2 separate regions of the Capra hircus genome follow, and region 1 is linked to region 2. A link is a contact called in public Hi-C data. All regions are on one chromosome and are shown on one strand. Each heading gives the region's core, a stretch centred on a gene start, on an enhancer-like site or on the middle of the called end of the contact. The rest is flanking DNA. Distances are from core to core; before and after follow the strand shown. Region 1 has its middle 290 kb from the start of TMEM135. Region 2 overlaps GRM5 (metabotropic glutamate receptor 5).

Region 1 (6,794 bases), core at 2,841-5,340, 1.1 Mb before region 2:
TTCAACTCTCTTGTGACCGCATGGACTGTGGCCCTCCAGGCTTCTCAGTCCATGGGGTTTCCCAGGCAAGAATGCTGATGTGGGTTGCCATTTCCTTCTCCAGGGGATCTTCTCGACCCAGGGATTAAACACACATCCTCCCTCATTGGCAGGCGGATTCTTTACCATGGAAACACTTGGGAAGCTGTTAGTTGGCTCATAACCCTAGTTGTATAAGTTCTGGGAGCAGAATTATCATGTATAGTGAGAGAAATTGCTACTGCTTTTCAGTGTAAATGTACTCAGCAGGGCATTTTGGAGTAAAAGTTTGTTCTAAGAAGCGCCATGGGAGAAGACCGTTAGGATGGCGTGGAGGTGAGGCACTGGACCTCTGCTGTCCTGGAGGATGTCCTGCCACTTATGTGGCTTTGTGAAGGCCAGAGTCACCTTCAAGCCTTTGCTTACATGTTGCATTCTCCCTGAGGCCTAACCCATCTTAGTATCTCAGACCCCTCTACTAAAAAAAAAAAATCCTTGACATCAGCACCCTTTACCATGCTAAATTATTTACTTATCTATTAAATCTATTGCTTCACTATCTCCTCTGTTAGAGAGTAAGCCCCACAAGGATGGAAATCTTTGTTTTATCCACTGATGTATTTCCAGTACTAAAGAGTTTCTGGAACATAGCAGGCATTTGAGTTACCGGACCTCCTGATGGTAAGAGAAATCAACTGAAAAAACATAGATAATCCTAGTCTCCCAATTTATCCCTCCTCCCGACCTTTCCCCCCTGGTAACCATAAGATTGTTTTCTATATCTGTGACTCTATTTCTGTTTTGTAAATAAGCTCACTTGTACCATTTTTTTAGATGCCACATGTAAGTGATACTGTATGATATTTGTCTCTGAGTTACTTCACTCGGTATGAAGGTCTCTAGGTCCATCCATCTTGTTGCAAATGGCATTATTTCATTCTTTATAAGGGCTGAGTAATATTCCATTGTTTCTGTGTACCACATCTTCTATCCATTCAAAAAAATTAAAAATTAAAATAATTTAACAATTAAAAAAAAGAAAAAGCATAGGCAATGTGACCATCTTTTCCCCCCATACTGGTGAAGTAACTCATACCAATTGCAGTTTTCAATTTTCTAGGGGCTATTTTAAGGTATACTGTTACTACTATTATCATAAAGCTTTCACTCAATTAGAGATTTTTTTCAGTATTGTTTTGCATGCTTTTATTGTGATTAAATAATCTTTTTCAATATGACAATCTTTTCTTTTTCTTTATTCAGTAGGAATAAGAATAGTGGGAAGTTAGAACTGTCAAAAGTAAGAAATTACATTTCCCCATGAGCACCAGACTAAGGTAAAACTTTACGTAGAGTTTGTTTTTTTAGAGTCATTTATCCTGGACGATGGCGCAAGCCCAGGTGGGCCCAGAACCTTCCGTGCTGGGCTTCTCTACTCGCCTGACTGCCTTTTGGCTGAGAAGCTGTGTGTGGGTCCCACAGCCTGGCGGAACCAGTGCCGCTCACGGGCACATGTGAGAGTCGGGTTCTCCAGAAGCCAGAGCCTCCTGCCTTCACACCACCACTGAAGCCCACGGTTTCTATTTTCATCATCCCCAAAGAGGAAGGGTAACCACACCCCCCATTTTTCGGCCTGTAATGCTACCGGAGATCTCCCTCTTTATTTTTCCTTTCCGTCTTTTTCTAGCTTTTTGACATCTGTCTCTAACCGGTGACCAAGCTGGGGGGGCCTGAAACCTCTTCTAATCAAGTTTCAAGCAGGTTGACTGCCGTGGGAAAGTGGCTGGATGTGGTGACAGGCCACATGGTGCCCACCATCTACAGCCGCCTCCTGGGAGAAAGTAGATTTCCCCGAGGGGCCTTGTGACCTTCCTGCAGATGCTGGTGGCCCTGCTCTTGCTGACTGCGTGACTTGAGCCCAGTAGAGAGCCCACAAGGAGTTTTGAGGATTTAAGGTAACTGGAGGAAGTACTGGGAACAAGGCTTCTTTCTCACAAAACACTCTGTGTTAGCAATTGTTATTTTCCGTAGGATGGTTCAGCAAGCCTTTAATGAAAATCTGTGTATGGAGATTTGTATTTGGCAATCAACATTCAATACAATTTTAACCTCTAATGGCAGGAGAATTTTCTAGCAAACCTAGGCTGCCTTTTCATGGGATTGGAAAGGTGGGCCATCGTAATGTAATATATTGTGGGTGCGTGCTCAGTCATGTCCCACTCTTTGTGACCCTGTGGACTGTAGCCCGCCAGGCTCCTCTGTCCATGGGATTTCCCAGGCAAGGATGCTGGAGTGGGTTGCCATTTCCTCCTCCAGGGCATCTTCCCGACCCAGGGATCGAACCAGCATCTCTTGCATCTCCTGCATTGGCAGGCGGGTTCTTTACCACCGGGGCCACCTGGGAAGACAGTCTAAGTAATGTAATGTTGATTTTGATCCCAAAGCAGACTCATTTCTTGCCCCTTCCTGCCCCTTCTCCTCTATCGCCAGCCTCTAGGGGCCTTATTCTTCTGCCTGTCACCTAGGCTAAATCTCTTAACATCTCCCTCTTCCTTACCCCCCTGGCCATCTTGTCCTGGAGATTCTAATTCCGCTGCAATACCTTGTGTCTGCCTCCTTCTCCCCATCCTTCCTAACCCTCCCTTCTTGTGCTCCGGAACTTAACCTCCAGGAGGGAAGGGCTTGCTGCATATGAACAGTGCCTGGTACATCTAGGCCGGTCAATGTCTATTTTTTTTTTTTAATGGTAAATTGACTTTTATTAAAATTTAAAACATTTGCTCTTTGAAAAATACCAAGTAAAGATAAGCCATAAGTCAGAAGGAAAATGTTCACAATATCTGACTAATAAATTGTATCCAAAATATATAAGGAACTTTTACAACTTAATAAGACAACTGAATTGAAAAATGGCAAAAGATTACACGGTCACTGCTTTAAAGAGAATATATATCAATGTCCAATAAGGGCCAATCTCCTCAAAACCCTGCGAGGCCGGAATTCAGGAGGGCAGGAAAGAAGTAGGGTGTTGATAACGCGTTGCCATCGTTACAGTTACTGTGGCGATGACCTTGGTGATTCCTGGTTCTTGGCTTCCCTGGTCACTGATGATGCTGGTCAAGGCATATCTGGCCACCAGGTGGCACTCGCGCTCCACGAGTGATGGTCTCCGTGCTTTGCAAGGACTGGGCTCTCCTGCTGTGTCAGTTGCTGAGTGCTCTCCTGCTCTTTGCGACCCCACGAACTGTAGCACGCAAGGCTTCTCTGTCAATCAGTACCTCCCAGAGCTTGCTCAAACTCATGTCCATCGAGTCGGTGATGCCATCCAACCATCTCATCCTCTGTCGTCCCCTTTTTCTCCTGCCTTCAATCTTTCCCAGCATCAGGGTCTGTTCCAATGATCAGCTCTTCACATCAGGTGGCCAAAGAAGTGGAGCTTCAGCATCAATCCTTCCGAAGAATATTCAGGGTTGATTTCCGGCAACTGATGGCCGCGGGAGGGATCCATTGACCACACATCCCGCCCCCGCTCTCGGAGCCATAAATTGACATCCGTCCGGCTTCAGCATGTCTCCGCCCTAGTTGAGCTCCACGCTCCTCCATCCAAAGCCTTCCCTTGAGTTTCCTGTGGGTGAGGCCCCTCTCCTGGCGGCCCATCTGACCTTCAGGAGGGCTGGCAGGAAGCTCCAGGTGAGGTCGCGTCTCAGTCCGGTGGACACGATGAATTGTCTGCTCCCTGTCACGGAGTTGGCACCCTGAGAGGCCCAGACCTGGGGAAATGTGTTGTCTGGCAGCCTCACTGTCCTGCCCACCTGCACCCAGCCCGACAGTCAGAAATGCCACACATCTGCCTGGCCCTGGTGTTTGTAACCAACCAGTGACTGGCTTTCCCCGAGTAACAGATGATTCGCAAGAAACAGGTGTCTCAGCGTGCTGGGGGTGGATCAGGGGGGAGCCTCCTGGACAGGGCACCCCCTGGGGTGCAGGTGACTGGGTGCTTCGGGACAGCAGGCCCACCTGTGCCAGGTTTGTGGTCCAGGGATCCCTCCCGCGGCTGCCAGTCCCCGAGGAGAGCCGAGCCCCGAGTGTCTTAAGTTTATCTCCCCACAGGGGGTCCCTCGTCTCCTGGGCCTGGATTCTGTGCGCACCCAGGTCTTGCTCCTGAGCCATCAGTGGGGCCTCGGCTCTGGGCACATGCTGTCTGGACTGATCACTCCCGTCAGAGGCTGTCGGGCACTGTGAGCACTCATTTGGAAACCAGAGTTCTTACTTTCAGCAAGCACAAGCTCACGCAAATTGTGGAGTTCGTTTGCCCTTTTGATGTTCAAGCACAAAGGGGCAGTGATTATAACCCTCATATCCGTGGATTCATGTGTGGTATCAACCACGTCTATGCAAGGTTCTAGAATTCTTGCCTGGAGAATCCCATGGACGGAGGAGCCTGGTGGGCTGCCGTCTATGGGGTCGCACGGCGTCGGACACGACTGAAGCTACTTAGCAACAGCAGCAGCAGCAGCAGGACATGGGACGCAAAGAACTTAATCCCTGCCTCCCTCCAACACTGTGTGTGTGTTGGGCGGTGTCTCACAGAGGGAGCCCAGCCATCAAGTCCTTGGTTTCAGGGGTAGAGGCAGCAAGGCCCTGGAGGAAACCGGGGTCCATGTAGTCGTTTAGCGCGTGGATCACAGCTAGGAAATTACTCCTCCCCTCAAAGGATAAAATACCTTCTCACCCACTACAGAGAGCTCATGGATAAGAGACGGTGCATCTGAGAGAGGACCCCGAGACTCGCAGCATGAAAGCAAGGAGCTCTGTCGGCTCACACCTTGACCAGTTGGGGCTCCCCTAGGCAGTCAAGATCCTGAATGTTCTGAGAACAAGCAGGGGGCTCTCGGGTGAGCCCTGGGCACAACCGCAACTCAGGCTCACTGGCTCCCACCCAGGCCCTGTGCTGGGGGCTGCAGGCAGCCTGGAGAGAGGAGAGATGGCAGCAGAACCTGGGGCTCCTGAGACACGGGACGAGGCCAAACCACCAGCTCCATGTTGGACCCATGAGTGGGAGCATCAGCACCCACTGTTCACTGGAGGTGTCTGAGCCCGTGAACTGTCCACCAAAATGCATGCTGTGTGTGTGTTAGTCGCTCAGTCGTGTCCAACTCTGTGACCCCATGCATGGTAGCCCGCCAGGCTCCTTTGTCCATGGAATTCTCCAGAATACTGGAGAGGGTTGCAATGCCCTTACCCAGGGGATCTTCCCGACCCAGGGGTTGAAGCCGGGTCTCCTACATCGCAGGCAGGTTCTTTTACTGAGCCATGAGGGAAGCTTTAAAAATGCATGTTGGAAAATCACAAAAGCACTGGACTCATTGTTTCTTTCCAAACTCCAAGCGGAGCAAAACAGCCTTTAGAACTTCTGACAAATGGCCGCCTGCACATACCTGTTCCCCCTCCTGACGCACGTCTCCCAGGTTTAAAAGGTTCCGGGGCCCAGCAAATGCCTGGTGCCTGCTCCTGGTGGCCCCGTAGGATGGTCACTGTCTCCCTGGGAGATTTCCAGACTGAAAGGGCCTGACAAGGGGGGCAGCGCTTTTGCACCCATACAAGAAGCACCAGCCTCTCTGCCTAAACTGCCTTCCAGAGGAGGTGTGAGAGAAGCTTGAGGAAAAAGCACCTTGTGAGGCACAGAGTGTTGATCCAGCTCACGCACAGGCTTATATCGAGTTAGCTTCTTGGTCCTACACCCCAGTCACTTGTTTAATTGATTGCTTAGTGTTTACTTAAATGTCAGCTTGGGTCTCTTCAAACTACAATGCTTCTGCAGAAGTCCAAAGTGGTCTTGAAGAATTTTGCAAGTTCCCAGAGAGTGAGGGGGTTTCCCTGGTAGCGCAGTGGTAAAGAATCTGTCTGTAATGCAAGAGACGCAGGTTCAATCCTTGGGTCAGGAAGATCCCCTGGAGAAGGCAATGGCACCCTGCTCCAGCACGCTTGCCTGGGAAATCCCACGGATAGAGGAGCCTAACTAGCTACAGTCCATGGGGTCACAAAGGGTCAGACACAACTGAGCGACAACAAGAATGAGGGAGTGGGGGCAGTACTTCTTTCCACGCACCCTTCTGTCTCCATGGCCAGAAAGCCGGCCCCCTCTCCAAGCTCTTAAGAAAGCTTCATGTGGCGAAAGGGCAGCCGTGTGCACCGTCAGTGGGATTGTAAATTGGTACTGCCGCTCTGGAAAATGGTATAGCAGTTCCTCAAACAGTTAACGACAGAAAAACCTATGACCCAGCAATTCCACTTCTGAGTTTTTACCTGAAAAAAACAAACACACACATACAAAAACAAAAACCACACATTTAAAAAGACACATGCACCTCTATGTTAATAGCAACATTATTTAAGATAATCTAGATATGGAGATAACCTAAGGGTCCTTCTGTAGAAGCCTGGCCTACTGCAGTCCATGGGGTCACAAAGAGTCAGATGTGACTTAGCAGCCGAACAACAACAATAGATGGATGCGTGAATAAGATGCACACACACAGAGACATATATATGTATAATGGAATATTATTCAGCCTTGAAAGGAATGGAATCTTGCCCTTTGCAGCAACATGGACGGACTTGAGCTGAGAGTGAATGATAGTCGCTCGGTTGTGTCTGACTCTGCCTTCCGTGGACTGTAGTCCACCAGGGTCCCCTGTCCATGGGATTCTCCAGGCAAGAATACTGGAGTGGGGGTGCCATTTCCTTCTCCAGGGAGTCTTCCCGAGCCAAGGATC
Region 2 (5,921 bases), core at 1,461-3,960:
GCCTTATGCAGACATTTCCACCAAGACTCTGAAATGCCCTTCTCTTGAGTGTTTGCTTTAATGACCAAACCGGATTGGCTCTGGGCCTTAACTGGATTAACTAGTGCTCTGGACCAGGGGTCCCCAGCCCCGGGGCCACAGGCTGGGACCTGTGGGTGGTCTGTTAGGAGCCCGGCCGCACAGCGGGAGGTGAGCCAGGGAACCTTGCTGGTGTTTGCGGCCACCCCCACCTGTGTTTATGCATCACCTCCTGAGCGCCACCTGCTGTCAGAGCGCGGCAGCTTTGGATTCTCATAGCAGCTCAGACCCTCCTGTAAACCGGGCATGTGAGGGGGCTAGGTTGAGTGCTCCTTGTGAGAACCATCATGAAATCATTTCCCTACCCCCGTCTGTGGGAAAATTGCCTTCCTCAGAACTAGTCACTGGTGCCAGAAAGGTTGGGGACTGGTGCTCTCGTCAGGGGCTTTAAGACTTCCAGAAAGAGGGTGGGTGGGAGAGAGGTTCAACAGGGAGAGAATATGTATATATATTATACATATAATATATATATGGGACTGATTTGCATTGTTGTACAGCAGAAACTAACACACTGTAAAGCAATTATCCTCCAGCTAAAAAATAAATTAAAAAAAAAATTACGGTGATGGTGACACATTCTCAAATGTCTTTCTCGATCCTGACCTTTCATCTGCTCCTACTAACTCTTGACTGCCCTTTCAAATACAGTCTTCACATTTATAATTGCCGCTGGCGAAGGCCACGGACTGCGTGCATTAGAATTCAAGGTTCCGATCCCTTCCAGATACCTGTCCCTGGGCGGTGGGCTTTCCGGCTCTCTCTCTCAGTTCACTCATTGATAAAATGAGGCTGCTCACGTTGCCTCCTCCACGGGGCTGTCTCAAGGAGTCAATGAATGTTTGCGAGGAACCGATAATAGTGCCTGCCCTGTGCTGTCGTCATCAGCGTCATCACGGTGATTAGCCTTTTTTCACATCCTACACAGCACCTTCTCCTCTCTAGGTTCTGCCTGTTTAAGCCTGGGGCTGGAGTGCCTCCGGACTTGATTTCACGCGGCGCAGCAGTGACTGCCAGGCCCCGCCCTCAGCATCCTTTCTCACCCCCTCCCAGCCCATCCACATCCCCATCTCACTTGCCCTGGGCCCCAGACATGAAGTGCGGCATACAGAATCTGACTCGATTTTCACTCAAGTCGAAGGCTGCGACCTGTCTCTTCACTGTCCTTTGTTCCTCTCCAGAAACAGTGGGACTAAGCATGTGACACAGCAGACTGGCTTCTCAGGCTTTAGAGAAAGCCTTGCATTTTGGGGTGTGTTAGGGCTGGAGTTCTTAAGTGCAGCAACTGCGTTCAAACCCTGCGGTAGCCGCTCACCCTGGTGGGCAAGTGTCTTTCTCTCTCTAAGCCTCATCAGCATAGTGGGCATGCCTACCCTCCTGAACAGGGTTGCTGTAAGGACCATACTGGATGAAATAAATTGCACTCATGGGCGGTTGGTGCATCCTCAGTAAACGGAAGGTCTTGATGGTAGTCAGTTTGATTCCTGAAGACTCAACACGGGTAACATGACCTATTGGATTTGAAAGGCATCTCTGGTGGAAAAGTGAGCGGCAGGAGAATATTTGGGCAAGGCTCCTCTGTGATGTGTGAGAAGAATAGGCATGTTATAAAAATCTGGCATTCGTGTGCTAGGAAATAATGTTGATTTTCCCCCAGCTTTTATATGTTATATTATTTTTGTGGGTATAGAAATATGATAGCAGCGATGACGAGGAAACGAGCACGTTAGTATGAGGAATCTCCTTCAGTTGGTATAGCCAGGGGTCAGAACATCTGCTGTTAGCAGTGCTTCCACAAGAGTTAGTGTCCGGCTCTGTGCATCAGGCTCTTTGTACGAGCCCATGGTGGCGGTTCCTTTTCCCTGGTATACAAGGTGAGAACTCCTACAGCAGAAACATGCTGTCTCTTCTTAGATGCCCAGAAGCCCTCCTGGCACCCAGTGCAGGTGAAGGACCTGGTCCGCTGACTGCGGGGGGTAGGGATGAAGGTTGCAGGGTGAGAAAGAAGGAGAGAAGGGGGCCGTCTGTAAGCAGCTGACACCCAGAGTCTGGTCCTTCACCAGCATCTCTCAGGACGGTTAGAGACGCCCTGGAGTTTAGAGGCTGTCTGCTAGCTTGCGCTCTGTCTGGCACGGTTCTCCCCGGAGAAGCAGTCACAAAGCAGTGTCTGCACAGTGAATACAATTAAACGGAAGCCTCTGGAAATGTCCAAGGGGAAATTAGATAACCTGTGCCTTGATGCAGGGATCTGGAGTTTGAAGGTGAAAGAGACAGGCCAGACGCCCAAAGTCCGTGTCCGCTAGGCTCCCGTTCGGCACATTAGCATTCTGCCCAGGTGTCTTTGCAAGGTCTCCACTGAAGTCAGTGTGCTCAGTTTTTCTCAAGTATCACCAGATATTGCAAACATCCTTTAGATTAAAACAAATCCTGGAGTTAAACTCCAGTTGTGAGTGGAGGTTAGAATTGATTTTTCCTTAGATTTTTATTAGTGAAGTATCGAAAGGGAAAAGCGCTTGCTGGTCCGCTTGCAGGCTGAAATGCTTGGTTCTCCACGTGCTGCCCTGGCAGCCGCCAGCTGTGTGCCCAGAGGAGCAGAGCCTGCTTCGCCTGGGCCCCAGCCTTCCAGTGAGGGGCTGCACACTTGGCTGTGCCCGGTGGCGGGAGAGTCCCTGCGAGATGTGTCCGTGGTCACTCTGGACTCAGGTCCCCCTCTCATTTCCCTCAGATGCCCCCGCAATGTCACCGTGTGTCTGTCTGGGTTGGAGTACACTGTCCGTGGTGCCAGGCTCACCCCAGTGAGTCAAGTTGGCCCCGCTCCCCTCAGCTACTGACCAGGACTCCACTGGGATCTGGAGTACCATGGACAGGACATAACCTTGGGAGAGGCTGAGATGGAAGGGTAGCACAGTGGGCCTGGTGGATACTCGGAGGAGCAAAGTCAGAGCTCAGTAGGGCTTGATTTCCTTTTATTTCCTCTGAGACCACAGCAACAATTTACCGAGTTTCTGCTAGGGATGATGAGAAACCTGGGGATTGAATAACTCGACCTAGGGATGAATAAGAAAATGGTCTTGTCTCGGTGATCTCTAGTTGTGTGCGTGTGTGTGTGTGTGTGTGTGTCTCATACTGAACCAGAATAAAACCTTGGAGAATGTCATGGAGGGAACCACACAGGAGTTCTGTGTAAAGATGAAAACCTCCTCTCGTCTGGTTGAATCCGGGTATCTTTTTTGGGGTGTTTGTGCCCCCGATCTTACAGAAGCTGTGTGTTTTCTCTTGCTTCTATAATGAATGACCACAAACTTAATGACGTACATTTATTATCTTACAGTTCTATAGATCAGGAGTCCAAAATGGCTTCCATTAAGCTAAAATCATGAGGACCTCATTCCTCCTGAGGATGATCCTTGCCTTTCCAGCTTCTGGAGGCTGCCTTGCCCTCTAGGCCCTTCCTCCATCCTCTAAGTCAGCATCTTCGGCTCTCTCTGACTCTGATATCCCTGCCTTCCTCTTGTAAGCCTGTGTACTCAGTCATGCCCGACCCTTCACAGCCCTGTGGACTGTAGCCCGCCAGGCTCCTCTGACCATGGGATTCTCCAGGCAAGAGTACTGGAGTGGGTTGCCATGCCCTCCTCCAGGGGATCTTCCTGACCCAGGGATCGAACCAGCATCTCTTGTGCCTCCTGCGTTGGTAGGCAGGTGCTTTACCACCAGTTCCAATAAGGACCCTTGTGATTGCACTGGGCCCACTTGGATGATCCAAGATAATCTCGTCTCAAGATCCTGAACATAGCCACATCCTCAAAGTCCGTTTGCCATGGGAGACAGCATACTGACAGGTTCCAGGGAACGGGGCGTTACCATGTTTGGGAATCATCATTCTGCCCGCCACAGCGGGCATCCACGCTGATACTGTAGCACTCCGTGTCTCCCTTGTTCTGCCTGTACCATCTGAGCCTGAAGAAAGTGTCTTTGCTTGTCGGCTTTCACTCCTGTTGCTCTGGCAGTGTTACGTGGTGACTACACCCTGGGATTCTGGCCAGTGTGTGCCCCGAGGTCTGTTCACACTCCCGCTAGCTAACCACAGCCCCCAGCTGGCACTGAGGCACTCGCGTATCTAGACCTGCGTGCAGAGGAGCGGCTCCTGATGCTGGACACTGGCACTGGGGGGCACGTGGGGAGGCCCCACCGTCAGAAGCGGGCAGACGGAGGAGGAGCACGTTAGGGTCGTTTCTGAGACTGCTGTGGCCTTCACCACGTATGTGGAGAGCAGAGCGTATGCTGAAGACTCCAGCCAACAGCCAGCCTCTTAGAGTTTCATGAGTCCACAGAGCAAAAGTCCTAACCGGGGGCAGACGGGAAAGGGGGGCAGTTACCCACTTGATATATCCTCTTCAGGACTTACCAGTGATGCTGTTGTAGAAAAAACATGGTCTTTAGATTCAGAGGACCCTGGGTTTGAATACCATCCATTTCCCTCAACGGCTATGCTGTCTTGGACAAAACAACCTCTTTGCCTTTGAGTTCGCTCACTTTTAAAACATGGAATAATAATATAATACTATCTACTTCATGTGGTCGCTGTGAGCTTAGCACATGGAAGTTGGTGGTTCTCAGAGCATGAGGCCTGGGTCGGCAGCATGTTAATTGATATCGACCACTATTATCTCTCAACAGTGGTTGAGACTTGCTTAACAGACGTCTTGCTTAACAGACGTGGATCGTACCTTCCCTTATCTTCCGCGGGAGCTTCGTTGGGTTTACCATGCTTTGTTTTCAGTCATTGTCTGTTTTTTGGAAGAGGAAGGTCAGTGCCCCATCTGTTTGTTTCCCAACTCAAGGTCTCTCTTTTTCTCTCCAGTTTAAACAGCCATGTGAATAACAGATCGGAGAAAACAGAGTGATTAGTTTGCATTTTGGGCTCCGCCGTTTTAACTCAGCAGAGCGCTCTCTGGCAGCTCCCACCACCTGGGGTATCTGTTGTGTGCCCCAGAAGCAGCCAGGCGGCTCCCTTGTGCCCATCAGGGAGGTGGCAACTATTTCCTTTCACCACTTTTTCTTTTTTGGTTAAACATAAGTGAACATGTGAGCATGCACTTGCCTCACCAAACAGAGCTTCGTATTATGTTATGTATAAAATTCACCACAGGGATTCATCATCTCGTTTCTATACATTAGGTGAAGTGGAGCTGCGTGTTCTAGGCAAGTTAAAAGTCAGTTTTGTTTTTTTCATGAAGAAGTATAAATGCATTACCAAAACCACAAGGAGAATGACAAAAACGGCTAATTCCTACAAGTCACCTTGAAACTCTGAGGGAGACCTGACTTCTAAAAAAGCAGTTTAATGGAAATTTCTTAATGCACCGCTTCAGAATATGATGGAAGTTTGGGGGGGCAGGAGCCCCCAGGATATAGCAGCGATTGACCAGTAACTCAGGGCAGATTTGGGCCTCCTAGGTGGTGCTGGTGGTGAAGAACCGGCCTGCCAGTGCGGGGGGCCTAAGAGACTTGGGTTCAGTCTGCGGGTTGGGATGATTCCCTGGAGAAGGAAATGGCAACCCACTTCAGTATCTCGCCTGGAGAATTCCATGGATAGAGGAGCCTGGCGGGCTACAGTCCATGGGGTCGCAAAGAGCTGGACACGACTGAAGCGACGGAGCATACACATACAAGCCAGATTTACATGGTCAAGCCTTTCTATTTCAGTAACTTTCCCAAAGCGTGATGTTATGGAGCCTCCTCTATGTGTTCCCAGAGCTGTGTATGGGGTCGACAGGAGCTGAGAGGGCCCCATGATGAGGCGTCTCATCTCATGAACCTGGACACGCTCCGTATCATGCTCTCAA

The links. Hi-C and Micro-C count contacts between places; a contact is called where the count stands out from the background.
Region 1: a contact with region 2 is called in a Hi-C map of blood, with 15 times the contacts expected there. The contact joins two enhancer-like sites. A contact is called at or near these places in 2 of 5 Hi-C or Micro-C datasets (blood and liver).

What each region holds. Positions count from the first base shown.
Region 1 is chr29:7,670,562-7,677,355 of ARS1.2, reverse strand. No RefSeq gene overlaps it. Among named protein-coding and RNA genes, the nearest start is that of TMEM135, 290 kb to the left of the region's middle. Within about 2 kb of position 4,090, at least 1 of the 5 cell types and tissues checked has an H3K27ac peak or open chromatin away from gene starts, as enhancers often do.
Region 2 is chr29:6,572,655-6,578,575 of ARS1.2, reverse strand. All of the region lies in intron 8 of GRM5 (metabotropic glutamate receptor 5), which reads right to left. Among named protein-coding and RNA genes, the nearest start is that of CTSC, 230 kb to the left of the region's middle. Within about 2 kb of position 2,710, at least 1 of the 5 cell types and tissues checked has an H3K27ac peak or open chromatin away from gene starts, as enhancers often do.